Linked DNA regions of Zea mays: all the other regions are linked to region 1. The links are chromatin contacts, called in public Hi-C maps. All regions are on one chromosome and are shown on one strand. Each heading gives the region's core, a stretch centred on a gene start, on an enhancer-like site or on the middle of the called end of the contact. The rest is flanking DNA. Distances are from core to core; before and after follow the strand shown. Region 1 holds the start of LOC100193476. Region 2 holds the start of LOC103632776 (pentatricopeptide repeat-containing protein At1g63400). Region 3 holds the start of LOC100285243.

The links. A called contact is a pair of places that touch in the nucleus more often than the background predicts.
Region 2: a contact with region 1 is called in a Hi-C map of endosperm, with 2.0 times the contacts expected there. The contact joins the promoter of LOC103632776 here to the promoter of LOC100193476 in region 1. A contact is called at or near these places in 5 of 25 Hi-C or Micro-C datasets (bundle sheath, ear, endosperm and 1 more) and 1 of 3 datasets of contacts at active chromatin or transcription factors (leaf).
Region 3: a contact with region 1 is called in a Hi-C map of leaf, with 8 times the contacts expected there. The contact joins the promoter of LOC100285243 here to the promoter of LOC100193476 in region 1. A contact is called at or near these places in 8 of 25 Hi-C or Micro-C datasets (bundle sheath, ear, endosperm and 4 more).

The regions. Positions count from the first base shown.
Region 1 is chr1:26,805,428-26,808,122 of Zm-B73-REFERENCE-NAM-5.0, forward strand. It overlaps LOC100193476, which reads left to right and starts at 1,307. Exons shown (of 6, transcript NM_001352070.1): 1 at 1,307-1,599; 2 at 1,699-1,773. The coding sequence starts at 1,375.
Region 2 is chr1:27,007,612-27,010,306 of Zm-B73-REFERENCE-NAM-5.0, forward strand. It overlaps LOC103632776 (pentatricopeptide repeat-containing protein At1g63400), which reads left to right and starts at 1,342. Exons shown (of 4, transcript XM_020545580.2): 1 at 1,342-2,695. The coding sequence starts at 1,398. It also overlaps the pseudogene LOC111590642.
Region 3 is chr1:26,666,551-26,669,245 of Zm-B73-REFERENCE-NAM-5.0, forward strand. LOC100285243 reads left to right here and starts at 1,321. Exons shown (of 10, transcript NM_001158137.3): 1 at 1,321-1,478. The coding sequence starts at 1,373.

The DNA of each region.
Region 1 (2,695 bases), core at 57-2,556:
AGTTGGTGGGTGAGAGCTATTTATACCCCCTCCACCCACCATATTCATTGTCTTGCTGCCCACATTTACTCCTACACTTTGGTAGAGCATTGCAAGCACCACAAAGCCTAGTGAGATGATTAGAGAATCTTAATCCCGCATTTGGACCTCATTAGCGCTAGCGAGAGCCACCTAGAGCACACACCACTTGCATTAGGCTTCTCTTGGTCAAGCGGAGGTCTACGGCTTGTTGCTCTTGGTGATCGGCATCACCTAGACAACTTGGTGGCGTTAGGAGTTCGGTGATCACCGTGGAGATCTTGTTAGTGACCCGACTCAAGTTTGTAAGCAGTCATGAGGGATCCACCGCGTCGGAGTGGCAAAGGATCATCTCGTAGTGAGCACTTGGTTCTTGCGAGGACCAAGGGGGAGCGTTACCCTTGCGCGGGTGCTCCAACAAGGACTAGGGGAGAGTGCCGACTCTTCGATACCTCGAGAAAAAAAATGGAGGAGTCTTCTAAACCTTGCTTTACATTCCGCACTTAATTCAAGCATTTTACATTGTGTATTTGTTTAGCAAGTATTTGAAGTATTGTCTTAGCATTATTGTATTTCTAGTATTATTCTCTTAATGCTAGTTGTTGGGGGTGAATTTGAGCTCTTGCTTAGGTTTTAACTAGTGTTGATTTTTAGAAAAGCCTAATTCACCTCCCTCCTGGGCATCGTGATCCTTTCAATGGGCCATGTTCATGTTGGTACAATAGATTAGTAGGCATACATAAAAGGTTTTTCGGATATATGCCATCATGAAAATCGAGGATTTTAAAGATGTCATTATAATTTGTGACATTTGGTGGTTGCCATTATTAAATTCTAAAAATTTGGCTCATGTCATTATATACGCTTCACACGTATAGGACTCTCCTAAAAAAATGCCCTCACTGGAGACCTGCTCGTGCATACCAATGACAGTAAAAACAGTGCCTCACTCTCATGTGGAAGGAGATGGCCAGACTGCACGCAGGCCCACGCACTCCATGCTTAGAGAGCGACGACGGCGGGTTATGCTACCTCACGTCGGTGGAGGAGTAGCCAAACAGATCCTCAATGAAGACATTTTTGTCAGTGTACGATTGAAACGTAGATAATGTCATGAACCAAAATTTTGAAATTGATAACAGTAACCACCTAGAATACTCGGTTTTTTACTTTTTATACATAAAATAGGCTATGCAGCACCAGATCTGAACCGTGCTATTTTGTCCGGACCTGTGTCAGCCCAACGACCCTGGGCCGTTTGGACAACTCTAGTCTGTTCGGGCGATGCAGTTGGCCCATATACCACGGGTCTCTCGAAGCTCGTTTGCTTCTCTCGCGCTCCGCCTCTCCCTTGACATGGCGGCTGCGACGGCGGCAGGGGCCGCCGCCACGGCCGCCGCCGTATCCCTAATCGCCTGCTACATCCTCCTCCACAAGAGTAGAGCCAAACTCTCGTGGTTCCCTACGGTTGGGTTCTCCCGCGCGAGCGGCCGGCGGGTGCGACGGAGGGGTCTCGTGGAGGCCATCGGCAACACACCTCTCATTCGCATCAACAGCCTCTCCGACGCTACAGGATGCGAGGTTCGCGCGTGGACTCTTGCTGATGTTGCTCTGCTTTTATGTTTTGAGTAAAGTTTGGAGGTAGTGAATTGTAACGCTCTCCCTATGGTATGGTTGCAGATTCTGGGGAAGGCTGAGTTCCTGAACCCGGGTGGCAGCGTGAAGGACCGCGTGGCGGTTAAGATCATCGAGGAGGTAAATTTTCCATCCTGATTAGATAGGATATGGTTATTATGCGGGAGGGTATTAAGAACTGCAAAATAATGGTTGTGGTGAGAAGTTGCAGAACTGGACTGTTGGTACTTCCGTACTTGAGGTACTTTGAGCATGTAGATCTTCACTCAAAGATTTGATTGATCCTTTTATGGGGTGTTCTGTTTGAGGAATGAGTTAATCCATCATCCGCACATTCCTCACTTGTTTCTATCATTCTATGGTTTGTGTGTTGGAATCACTCCACTCGGCAAGTGCTAATCACAAGCACTTGAAAAACTAGTTTGCTTTCTGGTGAACACACACACGCACGAGACAAGCTAACAGGAGAGAGTTTTCTGGCCGAACAGACTCACTGCCTTGCCTTTTTTTCATTGATTTATAGACCCAAAGTACATGCAAATGCCCAGCCGACCCAGCCAAAAGACTCGGCCAACACTCAAGCCATGATCCTAAACTCATGCCATGATCCTAAGCAGACGCCACCACTAATGACCATGCACACTAATCAGGAAACTAACTGCTGCACAACATGGTTGGTTCATCGTTGCTGTCCACCGTGGCTAAAATTCAAAAACATGATTAAACATGCAAATACTAATGACAAGATTATTTCTAACATTCACCCCCTAATCTTGGCATGCCTCACAACAAGGTTGGTTCATCGTCGCTGTCCACCGTGGCAAGCAGCGATGTCTCCGCCGTCTTCTTCTTGAGCGGACACTCGTATGCAAAGTGTCCTAGCTCTTGACAATTATAACATGGAAATTTTTTACTGTTGTCGAATTTCTTCTTACCACCACTGCCTTGTGCTCTTGCCATGAGAAGTCGGTGCTCTTGTGCTTAGTCCTCACGTCCCTTGAGAATCTCTTCATGTGCCTTCAACGACCCAATTGCCTCCTCC
Region 2 (2,695 bases), core at 92-2,591, 200 kb after region 1:
CTTATTAAAAAATCTAACAATTATTATCATTTTTATCGTGAATTTGTTTACCGTATAATATACTTTAAGTTTGTCTTTGATTTTTTTGCAAAAATGAATAAGACGAGCCCAACAAATTTGGTACGAAAAGTCAAACAGATTATAAATTGTAACACATGGAATAACTGGTAGGATTTGGGTTAACCATCTTTGGCCATGGTGCTTATTTTAGGGTTTTAGTGGTTTTCCTTTCAATTGTAAGGTTTTAGACCCATTTTTTTGGATAAATTGAATCAACTCTTTTCTAACTTAATTGAAAAGAAATTCCTCATGGTTGTTAACGGTTTTTGTTTTTGTTTTAGATTCTACTAATGTGGAAAATTTGTGACAAAAATATGACAACATATTTTTTGTATGGTTTTATAGTTCTACTAGTATTTGTGAGGAACGAGGTTATGGTTTTAGGGCGGGGTCATGGCATGAGGAAGAAGTGTTGTTATAGTTTTTTTAGGAAAAAACATGGTTCATTTTAAAAAGGAAAGTAATGGTTCCAAAGGTACAATGAAAAATGTTGACAGCGGTATTTCTTTCAAAAAATAGTACAATGATCGTGCTTTGCAATGACATGTAATATATCTATAAAAATAAATTTAATATTAGACTAAACATATAGTCTGCATACTAGATATTAAACTGATGAGAACAAATATTACACATTATCTTAGCCAAAAGCCAAGAAAGATATGAGTTTAATAACTCAACCCCTTTTTTTATAGGCTGCTCAATCGCTTATTCTTCTTCATCTAGCGAGGGTGGTATTATATGGGAGTGTTGTGCTGTGTGTAGGGGTGACAATGGGCTCTAGATTTTACACTATAAGATTTAATATCGAATCAGATTATGATCGGTCTCTATTTATATTTCTTTTTAAACTAAAATTTATTTAGGACCAAACATTTTGTGAATAACCATTTGGAACATGATTCATTACCAACTCTAGCTGCATTTGACTTTCTGTCGTGTTAGGCTTGAGTGGTTTCTTAAAGCCTATTTTAGGCGTGAAGCAGGGAAGAGGAACATGTCTCATTTGTTAGGCATGAATCGGAGAAAAATGAACCTATATGTCTTACATGTGACGTATATTTGTTAGGCAAGAATCGGAGAAAAATGAACCTATATGTCTTACATGTGACGTATGATACTAGTGCTTTAATATAGTAGATGGAGAAAAGATAAAAGAAACATGAAAATGTGAACCAAACGTCAATAGAGGCTGAAATCCAGCTGGCCGGCTCGGCCCAATGACCCAGCAGCCCGTTTGAGACGGGAACTGCAAATTCCCCTAAAACCCCCCTCAGCAAAAACCCTGCCATTTCCCGTGCTGCCCCCCTCGCCGCCCGCCGCCGTCGCCGCCTCCTATGCCCTTCCGCCCCTCCCTACCTTGCCGCTGTCCCTTTGACCGCAAGCTCACGTCCTTCCTGTCGGCGGTCGCCTCCCTCGCCGACTCCCGCTCCCGCTCGCCCTTCCCCCCTGCCGGCGCTGTGCCTGCAACTCTCACTCCCACTGCCTACAACGCCCTTATGTCCGCCTACTCCCGCGCCGGCCGCCACGACGAGGTTCTTCGTCTCTTCTTCTCCCTTCCTTTCGCGCCTACTGCGCCACTCTTCACCACCCTGATTTCCTCTCTCGCCGCCTCCGGCAGCAAAAGCGCCGCATTGGACGCCTTCTCCCTCCTTGCTTCCGGCATCGGACCCACCACCTCCGCCTTCACCGCGCTGCTTAAGTCCATCGACGCTGCCTCTTCCGAGTCGGTGTATCGTGCCTTCTTCGCAACCATGGCCGCTATGGAGTGCGCCCCTGACGCTGCCACGTACAACTGCCTCATTTGGATACTCTGCGATTCCCAGCGGCTGGACGAGGCATGGGGCGTCCTTGACAGCATGCTAGAGGTAGGCGTGTGCCCCACCGTCCGCTCCTACACCGCGATCCTGCACGGGTACTGTAAGCAGGGCAGGGTCCTCGAGGCGGAGAGGTTACTTGATACCATGATTCAAGTCGGATGCGCACCGGATGTCATCTCATACAGCGTGCTCATCCAGGGGCTTTGTCGTGTAGGGGAATTTGGCAAGGTGGAAAGAATTTTAGGGGAGAGTGAGGCGAAGGGGTGGACGCCGAATGCTGTCACCTACAATATTTACATGTCTGCCCTGTGCAGAATGGGTTTCTTGGATGAGGCATTCCGGCAAGTAGATGTTATGCATAGCAGAGGAGTGTACATGACCATTGAGACAGTGAATATTCTATTCGATTGCTTGTGCCGTGGCTCGATGTTTTCAGAAGCATTGACATTGCTGGAATGCAGTGAAGAACTCAACTGGGATGTTGATGTGTTCTGCTATAACACTATGATGAGTAGGCTCTGCGACACTGGTGATATTGCTAGAGTCCTGAAGCTGTTAGTTGATCTTGTAAAGAAGGGAATTGGGCCAGATATGTTTAGTTTTACTATTGCAATCCGGAGCCTCTGTAGGGCTGGAAAATTCAAGGTGGCAAAATGCCTACTGGATAATAAGGGAATTGAATATGACGTCGTGGCATTCAATACTTTGATTCATGGTTTGTGCATGGCTGGAGAGCTACATGAAATGTTGCAAACCTATATGGATATGACCAGTAGAAATGTTTTTCCAAACAACTTTACCATTGGTATGGTAAT
Region 3 (2,695 bases), core at 71-2,570, 140 kb before region 1:
TTCCCAACCATATTGACTAATGATTACTTTCCAGATCACCTATATACATACATAGTCACCAGCTTTTTATCTCGGAAATCGACTCTGACAGCAAAACATATATGGGCACGACCTGGCTCCCTTCGGAAATAAAATATGGGCATGAACTACCACTGACTGATAATTAATTTAGAGCAGGAGTAGATCACACAGAAGAGAAGGGGTAGGTTAGCGCTCTGTTGGCTCCTCCACCTTTTGCTAAGAGTTTTTTTTTCCTTTAGTGTCCTGATAAAGAAGCAAAACCCGCGGTGCTTCTCTCCCCTCTGCTGCCATTTGGAACCTTGGAGTCCATGCCCACCCAATAATCCAATGAGTAATTCTGCGGCGAAGCAGACGACAAAGGGACGGCTCCTTCCCTCGTCAACATCAGCAACGACATATAGTGGGCCGGGGCGTTACACGCCTTCAGTGTGCAACAACAATGTATCTCTCTCTCTCTCTGGCCGTTTGTTTCCTCGGTGACGGTTACGAACGCGGCGCGCACAGCTGCTAGCTTCTGGGGTTGTGATCAGGTGCAGCGTATGCAGTTGCAGTTGCAGTGTGCCTTGGAAGAGACGAGTACGAGACGACCCTTTCCTCCCCCTGCTATGCTAGTAGCTACTAGTAATAATCCCTAACAATATCCGACTGCCCAATCAACGTTGCATTTAACGCATCGTCCTGTCACCCCTGCTAGCTGTGCATGTTCACAGAGAAGATTGATCCTCGATCGTCTTCGGTTGATCATCATACCCGGCCTTTTAATTAACTGCGCGATGCCTTTTTCTTTTTTCTTTTTTTTTTGAAATATCTAGCCAGGACAACATAGTTAGTCTGGTGCGAATGATGCCACAGTTTACCGACCTGCACTGGACCTTTTCGCCTGTATGTAATAATAATCTAGCGGTAAAAGATCGATGCTCACTCGCTTGCTTGGAGCAAACGGTTGTTTGCGACGCGACACGGGCACACGGCTCCGAAGAAAAGGTCCATCGATCGCCGAATTTTGCAGTCGCTCTCGTGCCAGGTCGACCGGTGTCTCTGTGCTCTTACTGGTGATGACTCCGGGACACGGCTCCATTTGTCACCCCGGCCCGGCCGCGACCGCGATCGTGCCGCCGCCTTCTCTTCAACAGCACTCATCTATCGCGCTAGCTCCACTTCACACGGTCAATTCCCCTCGCGTAAGCCAAGCGTTGGGGTGATCCTGAAGAAACCGGCCGGCCTGCAGGCGCCATATAATCCCAACCACACCGCATCGTTTGGATGTGCAGTTCTTCGTATCCACACCGCATCTAGCTAGCTTGTGGCCAAGTGTTCGAGATAGCATTGCCGGCCGGGGGGAGCAAGAGATATGGGTAGCTTGGGAGAGGTCGGTGATGGCAAGGAGATATTCCATGGCCATGGCCATTCTGACCCTGTCGTCGACGAGCTCAACCGTCTGCAGAATCTCCTCAGAGGTTTGTTTGTGTTTTTTTGCATAGCACATATGCATGCATATATGACGATCGTTCAGTGAGCTCACGCGTCGTCTCAGTTAGGCTACTCTTTTCTTCCATAACAAACGCTAGCTAATGCCTAATGGTTAATTATTGTGCAATTCGAATCATGGGTAAGTTACGGTTTTGATTCCAATTACTATGGGCTATGGCCTAACTGTTTCACCATTATATATAGACCGTGTTAGCTTATATATGTAGTCGTCTGACACGTGCCAGTGCTGCAGTGCAACTATGTATACACACGTTGGAATTTGCACACGTACTTCACAGGTCACGGCCTTGTTACACAGGTTATATAGAGCCTGCGAAGAAGCGGCTTTCACCTCTATGAAAAAAGTCTAATGAAAACGAGTAGTGCAGTATTCTAACTCATCTGTACGAATGAACTCGCTTAATTTTATTCCAGCGAAAAGATTATATAGGCGTGTGCTATTAAATTTATCATATGCCATGGCGCAGCTCACCTGGATTATTACTCTATAGTACTAGCTATTGAAATTAACTTAGTAGTGATCTGAGAGCTAGGGTGCCGTATGCTGAAAATAAATTTGGAATAACGACGCATAAATATTAGCTATTATATATGTTTCGGTGAAACACTCAATATACTCTAGAAGTACGATCACTTTATCTACACACACACACACAAAGTCTTATCTTGCATGTTTTGAGATGTGCTAGTCAACTTTAATCGGATGAAACTACATTTTCTACTGTACATAAGGAAGCACGAAGAGTGGTGCAAGTAACCGCATTCTTGTGGGTAGGTAGGTGGAGAGATTTGCTCAGATTCTAAGTAACAGGCGTGACAAAACCTTGGAAATTTTTCAGTCTAGATGTGGTTGGTAGGACGTCAAGGGATTGAACGGAGAATAAGTAAGCACGCATAGTTGGTAGGGTGTCTATTAGCACCCGCCATTCTGCCTTCTAAATATGTCCTCTCTTTTCTATTAAATATGACTGGCCGGAACCATAGTTTGTAGCTCAGTTATATCATCAAAGAACTGAGGACAGTTGTGTCTGCTGTCGACGGTACAGGTTCCTGGTTTTGTGGCCTATATATGAATTAGCCGTTTGATTCATAGTGCGAATAATTTTAGAATTTGTTTTTTTACTGCTGTCGAGTTTAACCCTTTTTACGGTGGTGGATTCACCCAATCTCTTTTCTGAATTAT